Regions from separate parts of the Mus musculus genome. Here region 1 is linked to region 2. The links are chromatin contacts, called in public HiChIP or PLAC-seq maps. All regions are on one chromosome and are shown on one strand. Each heading gives the region's core, a stretch centred on a gene start, on an enhancer-like site or on the middle of the called end of the contact. The rest is flanking DNA. Distances are from core to core; before and after follow the strand shown. Region 1 overlaps Maml3 (mastermind like transcriptional coactivator 3). Region 2 overlaps Setd7 (SET domain containing (lysine methyltransferase) 7).

Region 1 (4,161 bases), core at 1,134-3,633, 510 kb before region 2:
CCAGGTGCTGGGGATCTAATCTTTAGTTCTCAAGCTTGCCCCACAAGTTCTTTATCCACTGAACCAATTCCTCTCTCCTTCAAAACGTAAAACAAGAAAAAGTATTCTGAAGGCAGACTGACTATACAACTCCACGAAGTCTCAATTGAAGAAGCTCCTGTGTGGCGTGCGCATGCGCGCGCGTGCACGCATACACACTTTCTGGAACGTACATTGTCTTCTCAGAAGCATGGCTGATTGAGGAGGATCCAAGCTGGATTCTGGTTAGTTCAGATTTTAAGATAAGTGAGCTGTCTTGCTGTGTGACTCATTCGGTGCTGTTTTAAGCAGTTCCACAGCCTCAGAGAATAAACGGATGCCTAATCATCTCCTGCTTCCTGTCATGGTTGACGTCATTGTCACCGTCATTGTCTTCATCATGTTAAGTACCCCAAAGCACAGAAGTTGCCAGACAAAATATGTTACATAGGTATCGTCTTTGGTGTCTGGACGTCTGCTCTCTTTAAATAGATAACTCCCAAATGGGTCTAATTGAGACTCAGATATTGACTGATTGCCCCGTGGTAAGAAACAGATGGCATTACCCAGTAATCTGAAAGTCCAAATCCAATATCCCAAATGCTGAGAGTCTCCTGTGTGTAACAGGTGTCCACGGTGTGTCACTAGGTTCTGAGGCTAGACTGTGAGAGTGGACACAATCCGGAGGAGCTCCGTGCAATGACAGAGATGTGTCTTAGAGTTCCAGGAGCCAGGAAGAGCATCACCGAGCCCAGCATGCAGTTGGGGAGCTCTTGAGCAAAGCCGTGGGTTTAGCTGGGTGAAGTGGTACGAGGAATAACGGAGACTGAGCAGGGCATGGGAGATCCCTAGTGCAGCAGGAGATTGATGCAGGCAGGACTAAGCTTGGCGATACTGGAAGGGAACAGCTTTCAGATGCCACGCGGAAGGCCTTGGAACAAGTGGGGCATTAGTGTTAGCTCTCTCCTGGTGTTGGGCAAGAGACACAGAGGAGGGCTCGGGGCTGAGCTAAGGGGCTGTGCCCTCATCTCAGGGTGCTGGGAGCTGGATTTGAGAAATGTGAGTGAAATAAAATGCAAAAAGCTTTTGCTTTTAGAGATGGGAGATGAGGAGGGAATAGGAGCCCAGCCTGAAGGATTGGTGGACCATCAGTCTCTTTAGAAAGGTCTCTTTAGAAAGAACTCATGGTTTCCAGTTTGGGGTGTGCAGGTCTGTGGGGAGGCACTGAGATCCAAGACAGGCTCTTGCTATCACCCTGGATAACCCACAGTGGCAGAGTCATTGATTTTTGCTCTGTCAAGACAGGGGGAGCAGGAAATGCGTGGAGTGTGAAGTGGGAGGAGCTAAAGCTCTTCCCATGATTAAACTGAATCTGACGGAACCACCGCAGAAGGATGAACCCAAGGTCCGTACACTGTGAGGTCCTTTGAGGAAGAGGCAGGATCACAGGCGGAGGCAACTCTGAGATCCTTGGGTGTCAGCAGCCAAGCTGAAGAAAGGCTGCCCCCGTGTCGCAGTAGGAAGGGATTCATGCTGCTGATTGGACGGCTCTGTGTTCTTGGCTATCGGTGGCAGGCTGCCAAAGCTCCTCTAAGCTGTCACTCACGGCCGGGAGGGCCGGACTTGTGGAGCTTGCCTCTCCAGAAAGTCTTTTTGGCCTTGAGACAAAAGAAAAAGAGCAGCTTATCGCACACTTCAGGATCCAGAGAGCCAGGAATTAATGAGCTAAGACACTGACCGAGGAAGTGGGAGAAAGCAAGGAAGGAGAGGTTCAAATGGTGGTTCTGCTTAGACGATAATGATGGTGATGACGATGATTATAAATCCTTGCAAACAGACATGAAAAGGAGGAGAAAGTTAGACTCTCGGGATCCTTAGGAGCTTCATTTGGGGCCACCATTATCTGAGGAGCCAGTCTCTGTGCTCAGTTGTCCCCAGTGACAGAAAAGAGAAAGAAATCTAAGAGTTCCAGATTTATAGATTTTCTTAATAATAAGGATGACGGTAGATGAGGGAAGGACAAATGGGAGTCTGTGGCCAGCGTGGGCAGGCTGCCTCCTTGTTTTATTTTACTGGTGATTTTCCTTTGCTTTGCACAGATCAGATTTCCCGCTCTGGTATTCAACAAGGAGCACATAGCCCGAGGATAGCAATTAGCTCTCTCTGAGCCCACTCTCCTTTGCACAGCTCTCGCTGACGTGTGCAATTACTAGCACCCCGGCAGCTCTTTTCAGATCTCGGCTGTGCACAGTGGGAAGTCAGGCCCACCATCCCAGAGTCCTCTGCCCAGACTCCTCCTCACCTGGTGCACAGGGACCTTGCCTGCAAATAGAACTGACGTGCCGGGACGTCATCGGGCCTGGCAGAGCTCATTGGCAGAGAAGTTCAGAGTTTTATTTTCAACCTAGAGACAGGCGGAGATAGATCCAGCTAGAACAGGTCTCTTCCGGCTTAGGCCCTCCTCCTGTGGTTGCTGGAGTTGTGGAGGATGGAATGTCAGAGGGAGCGTGCTTCTTATAGCCTCCTGGCTCACAGACTGAAGTTGGCTCCCTACCCCTCCGGCTGGTCCGTCGTCACAGTAGTCCTACGGTGTCCTGCGGGAGCTGCCTTCCCACAGCTTTCTTCTCTGCTTCTTTTCTTTCTCTACCTTGTGTGGTCAGGGTGTGTGTGTGTGTGTGTGTGTGTGTGTATGTGTGTATTCCTCAGGTAGATCCACTTCCAAATGAAGACCCCCCCCCCACCCCCAGCTAAGTTAATTCACTTCAGCTATAAAGTTGCCTGGGTAGACAGGAATGGCTTAAAACTTTAGGAATAAAAACTATAATACAGTGCAGGAAATGTTGCCTTTGTGTGGGAGGCAGAGAAAACCAAACCCTAAGAGGCTGAGATCCACTTCCATTCACCCTTCAAGGGAGGGCATCTTTGCCAAACCTGACTCTCCACAGGAGGATTCATAAATGGTGGTTGTTGTTGTTGTTTTCTTTTCTGGTTCATCTCATACCTGGCTGTGCCTTTAAGGAATGTTTTGGGGGGAGGACAGGGCACGCTTTGAGACCTCCTTCTTATGTATCCCAGACTGGCCTGTAACTCAGGATCCTCCAGCCTCAGTCAGCCTAGTGAGGGGATCGAGGTGGCACTGTGCCAAGCCTACATGTCTTCTTTTAAAAGGCAGAGACTTGCTACCGACCTAAAATCCAAGAGACCACAAAAGCAAGCTCTGGTGTGCCCACTCAGGGCTAGCTGAGGAGGCTCCCAAGTTCCCAGGGATTTTAGGGCGGAACTAGCAAAGGGTTAAGTGCCCCTCCCCCAACCCCCATCCCGCCACTACCTGACTCCACCCCCCCCCCCTCGTTGCTTGAAAGAGCAGTGTGGCCTAAAATGAGGGTTCTCTGCTTTGGCTTCTGTCTCTCTTGCTTGTCCTGACTTAGTAATCGTTCATTGTGACCGGCTTCTGTACATTACCTTGCCTCCTGTCCACAATCGCTCCACAGCTAAATTTCTGTTGCTTTTTAATTATCGCCATCATTATTTGGAACCGACGCGATGTTTTAAGCGAGATGTTTCGTCTTCTCGGTTGCCCCAGTGAAGAGGCCCGAAAAGGACCACAGCCCAGCCGGAGTGGGCCTCCCCTTCGAGGAAGCCCCTCGGCCACTCCCACCCTGGTGGGTTGTTTGTGTCTCACCCCATCAGCCACTAGGTCTTAGTAGGCTCCTGTCCCCCAAGGGGGTTTCTCTTGTGCTGTATTCCTGGGCCTGGCCTCTGATTCCACACATTGAAACGCAAATGACAGCAGTAATTGGCTGAGAGATAAACCTCAAGGAGCGTGTGAGCCGGGCTGCGGGGAGTTAAGTGGCTAAGTGACAATTACCGTGCCGCAGCCTTGGGATCAGCAGCAGCCGGGCCGTTCTCGTACAGGGTTTTAAAGGAGCAATATCACATTAATTGGAGGCAGGCTTCTGGGTTAACAGGCCTTACCCGGCCTCCCAGCTTATTTTATTCTACTTTAGGGATGAGAGTGAGTGGGTGGAGAAAGGCAAGTTTGCCTAGTCTCTCCTCCCAGCTCCAGGCTCCATTCCCCTCTTGCCCCCAGGAGAGTTTGAGAGATTTGTGTCCTTGACTCTGGTAGGCAGATCAGATCTTTGG
Region 2 (4,358 bases), core at 741-3,240:
CTCCTGTGTATCTGGTGTCTGAGTTTGTTTAAGCCCAAGAGGCTGCTTACCACAGATGCATTGTGGGGCCTGGGGAGAACGTGATACCTAAATTCCTCTGGGCTCCCTGCTTAGCTTCGCGGCTCTCCTGCCTCCCGTGTAACCAAGTTGCCCACTTGAAAGTTCCACTTTTGACATCCTTAAGTGGTCTGATCCTAGGTTGTCGCTGGCTGATTTGGGTTTTCTAACTTAAGTTTGAGGTATTCATGTAGGTTAACGTTGTATTTTAAACAACAGGAAAGGGGTCTGGTAACCATGACAACTACTGAAGGCCTGACTGGTGGGATTGCTTGTGTGGTCTTGGTGCTAAAAACAATTTGCTTTGTAGGAGTTTACTACCCCGTTCCTGGTTCCAAATCTTGTTTCTTTGTGTATGAGCCCTGGGAATTTGCCAAGGTTGACAGAAAGCCAACGGCGATTGTAGGACCGTTGCATACCTATCTTCAGGAATCATCCCCAGGTGCTGAGCCACCAGACAGAAGCCAAATGACAGTTAATGTAGCATGGAGAGCAATGTTGTCCTTAATTCTGTGAGGCTGACTTCACTCTCAGTAAAGGAGTCATGTGCTGGGCTCTGCTATAGAGTTTAAAGACTGTCTGGGATGAAGAGACCCTCAGAGAAATTTAAAAACCATTACCCAGTTTGTTCTAATCAAAAAGTCTGAAAATTCTATTTAAAAAGTGTTTTTGTTTTGTTTTTGTTTTTGTTTTTCTTAAAATTTTAGGTACCCAAGCAGGTTTTTAAGGCACTTGAATAAAGGAAACTCAACAAATAGGAATCCCAAGAGTTAAGTCTGATGGTTGTCCATTAAGACTTAAACTAAACCAGGGCTGGTAAATGCAGGTCTGTAATCTCATCCACTCAAAAACTTGAGGATTATAAGGTCCAAGCCAGGCTGGACAACTTAGTAGGACCCTGTCTCCTACTAAGTGGGAGGGTGGGGGGAGGCAAGATTCAAAAACCTAATCAAAGAGTAAATGGGCAGAGGTCGACTTAGCTATTCTAGCTGTCGTGACCAGATTGGCACGTGTGATTGATTGGGCCCTCCCATGACGAGGAACACATCTGCGTGTGCTGCCGGGCGCTGCACCTGAACTCACGTGTGGATTTGCCTTTTAGGTTCCGTGTACCACTTTGATAAATCGACTTCCTCCTGCATCTCCAGCGATGCTCTCCTTCCAGACCCTTATGAGTCTGAGAGGTAACTCTTTCCTTGTGCCTTTCACTGCCCTGTGTGTGCCCTGGTGGTGGGCACGCTCGTTCTCCTGTGGCTCTCTGCTCAGGCTGGGCTCCTGCTCAACCCCAAGCCCCTCCATAATGAGCGCTTTTCCTTGGCACATCTTCCAAGTAAGGATTTGGGTATCCTGAGGAAGACCAGTTACATGCTTATAGCGAGCCTGACCGTAGGAAGTGTCTACACTAGCAATAGCCAGTTCATCTCGTCCTAGAACGAATTCTCTAGGAAAGGTGCTGGGTCAGTCCGTCAGTCCCTTTCAAATGTCCCCTTTCTCAGGACTCTGGGTGGATGGGGAAGCAAGCACGTACAAATTAGAGAACAACTTCTGAAACCAGTTCTTTCCTTCCACCATGTGGAAGGAGTCAGGCTTGAAAGCAGGCGCTTTCACCCACAGAGCCATGTTACAGGTCCTGTCAGGGCTCCCGCTAGCCTCCTCCTTTCTAGCCTGACCTGTACTTTCAGCACAACTTCTATTCTCTGCAGCCTGACCCTTGGACCATAAAGCAACTTCCTTATTCATAAGGGAAGACAGTGTAGAAAGACAACAAATAATGGCGATCATAAAAGCTCCCCGCCTAGTCAAGTCTGGCCATTTCACGCCTAACCTATGCAGTTGGCTGCCCTTCAGCTTCTCACTCTCCAGCAGCTGGTCTACTTCTGAGTAAGGACAGTCCCCAACCCCCAGCGCATAGGTTAGCTCTTGTTTACTTTCTGCTCCCAGCTGAGAAACAAGCCTTCTCCTGGTCTGCCTGACCGAGCTGATCCCGCAGTGCCACAGGCAGGGAGAAAAATGTCCTTTTTTGACAAGAGGTTCTGGCCCAGGGCCAGGGTGCAGACTGTTTTCTGTGTTAGCCCCAAAAGACTACAGGGCCAACTGTATCTATCAAGCGAGGCTGCTGTTGTGAAATTCTGCATAGCAATACTCTCAAACCGCTTAGCTGTTTACAGGGGCGAGCATTTTGTGTTCTACGCATGGTTCGGAGGGCTGGCTTTGGTTCAGCCATTTTTTATTTGGGCTTCACCAGGCTCAGCCGGACTAGGCTGGGCTCCAGGATTCAAGTCGGGTTCAGGTCTGTTTCACATCTCTTCATTCCAAGACTCTGGCTAAAGGAAAAACAACCCCCAGGGCATATTTTTTTCCTGGAGACAGTGGAAACTGGAAGAGACTGGCAGAAACTCATCACCTCTTAACACCTGAAGCCAAGCAGCAGGGCCTTCCCCTGTGTTCTAGCAGCAGGGCCTTCCCCTGTGTTCTAACAGCAGAGTCAGCAGGGTGGGGGATATACAACCCTCCTGCGCTGAAGGGAGTGTCATGAGGTCACCTGGCAAGAGGGCGAGATGTATCATTCTGTCACAGGAAAGGAGCAGAATTGGAAGCAATAATTCAGCTTTCTAGTCCATAAAAATAAGCCAAAATTACAGATGTCCAGCCTCTAGCAGAGCCATCCATCACAGCGCATGAAGAAATGAAAGCTTTGTTGGTGGAGCATAAGTTTCTATTACATCCACTCCACAACCGAGAGTGCTTTTCTTGTAAAGCTATTCGTAGGAACCTTTTTCACCCTGAGTAACAATGTGGAAGCTTGGGGGCCTTGTGTTGTCTGATGCACAGACTCATCTCTCCCTCTGAGCCCAGCAGCAGTCAGACACAGTCTTCAGCAAACTGGGGGAGGCAACTGTGTCTCAATAAAACTTTATCAACAAAAATGAGCAGCAGTCAGATTTGACCTGTAGCTAGCTGACCGCTGCTTTAACCCCTTTGTTGGATATAGCTGATTCGTTGTCACCTTTTGTGTAAACAGCCGTCTTGGCATTTAACTAAGAAATGGTCTTTCTCTGTTATCTGGCTTTGAAAAGCTGGGGAATGCTTTCTTGTCTGGTAAGACTAAAAATCACCATTAGCTGTAAATGTTATCTTCCTCTTCAAAAAGGTATATCAGGTATGGGTAGCTTTAGGGATCTATACTAATTACTCCTTGTTAAAGAAGACTTTAAAAAAATTGTGTGTATGAGTGTTTGCATGTGTATCTGTGCACCTTGTGGGTGCACTGTTCACAGGAGCCAGAGGAGGGCATCAGATCCTTGGCACTGTGGTTACAAATAGTTATGAGATGTCATATGGGTGCTGGGAACCAAACCCAGGTGGTCTGGAAGATCAGCCATCTCCCCAGCCCTAGGGAAGATTGTTTGAGGCCTGGGGATACGGCTCCGTTAACAGAATGTGTACCTGGTAGTCTCAAAACCCTAGGTTTGATCTCTGGCACTACAGAAAATTGGACACTTGAGGTGGAAGCAGAAAGACTAGAAGTTCATCATTATCTCAGGTGGTTGTCACTGGATTCCCTGGAAGCAGAGGGAAGGGATCTCTGTGAGTTCGAGGCCAGCCTGATCTATAGAGAGAGTTCCAGGACAGCCAGGGGTACACAGAGAGAACCTGTCTCAAAATAAAATAATAATTAAGAAGGAGTTCCTGTTGTCATTGGCTCAGGAGCAAGTCTGAGGCCGCCTGAGCCAGATACTTCATCTAAAGGAGCGGGGTAGAGTTCAGTTTGAATACAGCGCTTGCAGAGATAAGAGGTGTTTCTTCCATTCCTGTTGCTAACGTATTGCATTTTACTTTCTTGACCCTCCCCCCCTGCCTTTGTTGAATAATTGCAATAATTTGTAATGGAATTTTGGTGATTGACATGAAGTGACGGGTCACGCTGAAAAGCTCACGATCTGATTTTTATTATTATATCTATATTTAGGGTTTATGTTGCCGACTCTCTCATCTCCAGTGCTGGAGAAGGGCTGTTTTCCAAGGTAGCAGTTGGACCTAATACTGTTATGTCGTTTTATAATGGAGTCCGAATTACACACCAAGAGGTAAGGGGGCAAGATGTGAATTCAACCTAATCGACTAAAGGCCCTTAGCTTAAGCAAGCCACTTTCATGGTCATAGAAAGTGGGACAATGACACAGTCATGTGTCTCCTCTAGACCACACCCAACATCTGAAACTCAAGATCTAGTCAGATTCCTAATAATGAATTAATGACCTCCAATGTGGTATGTTTTTAGGAAAGTCCCCCTGCCCCCA

Evidence for each region. HiChIP or PLAC-seq counts read pairs in DNA pulled down with a chosen protein or histone mark.
Region 1: an H3K27ac HiChIP or PLAC-seq map of stem cell-derived neural progenitor cells shows a contact between it and region 2, with 6 times the contacts expected there. The contact joins two enhancer-like sites. A contact is called at or near these places in 3 of 115 datasets of contacts at active chromatin or transcription factors (astrocytes, pancreatic cancer cells and stem cell-derived neural progenitor cells) and 1 of 9 other capture datasets (embryonic stem cells).

The regions. Positions count from the first base shown.
Region 1 is chr3:52,044,488-52,048,648 of GRCm38.p6, reverse strand. The region is part of intron 1 of Maml3 (mastermind like transcriptional coactivator 3); the gene reads left to right. Among named protein-coding and RNA genes, the nearest start is that of Maml3, 58 kb to the left of the region's middle. Within about 2 kb of position 2,383, at least 377 of the 459 cell types and tissues checked have an H3K27ac peak or open chromatin away from gene starts, as enhancers often do. A contact at or near this core is called in astrocytes and stem cell-derived neural progenitor cells, where this site is marked.
Region 2 is chr3:51,529,858-51,534,215 of GRCm38.p6, reverse strand. Setd7 (SET domain containing (lysine methyltransferase) 7) reads left to right here. Exons shown (of 8, transcript NM_080793.5): 5 at 1,160-1,241; 6 at 4,028-4,145. Among named protein-coding and RNA genes, the nearest start is that of Gm36008, 21 kb to the right of the region's middle. Within about 2 kb of position 1,990, at least 94 of the 459 cell types and tissues checked have an H3K27ac peak or open chromatin away from gene starts, as enhancers often do. A contact at or near this core is called in astrocytes and stem cell-derived neural progenitor cells, where this site is marked.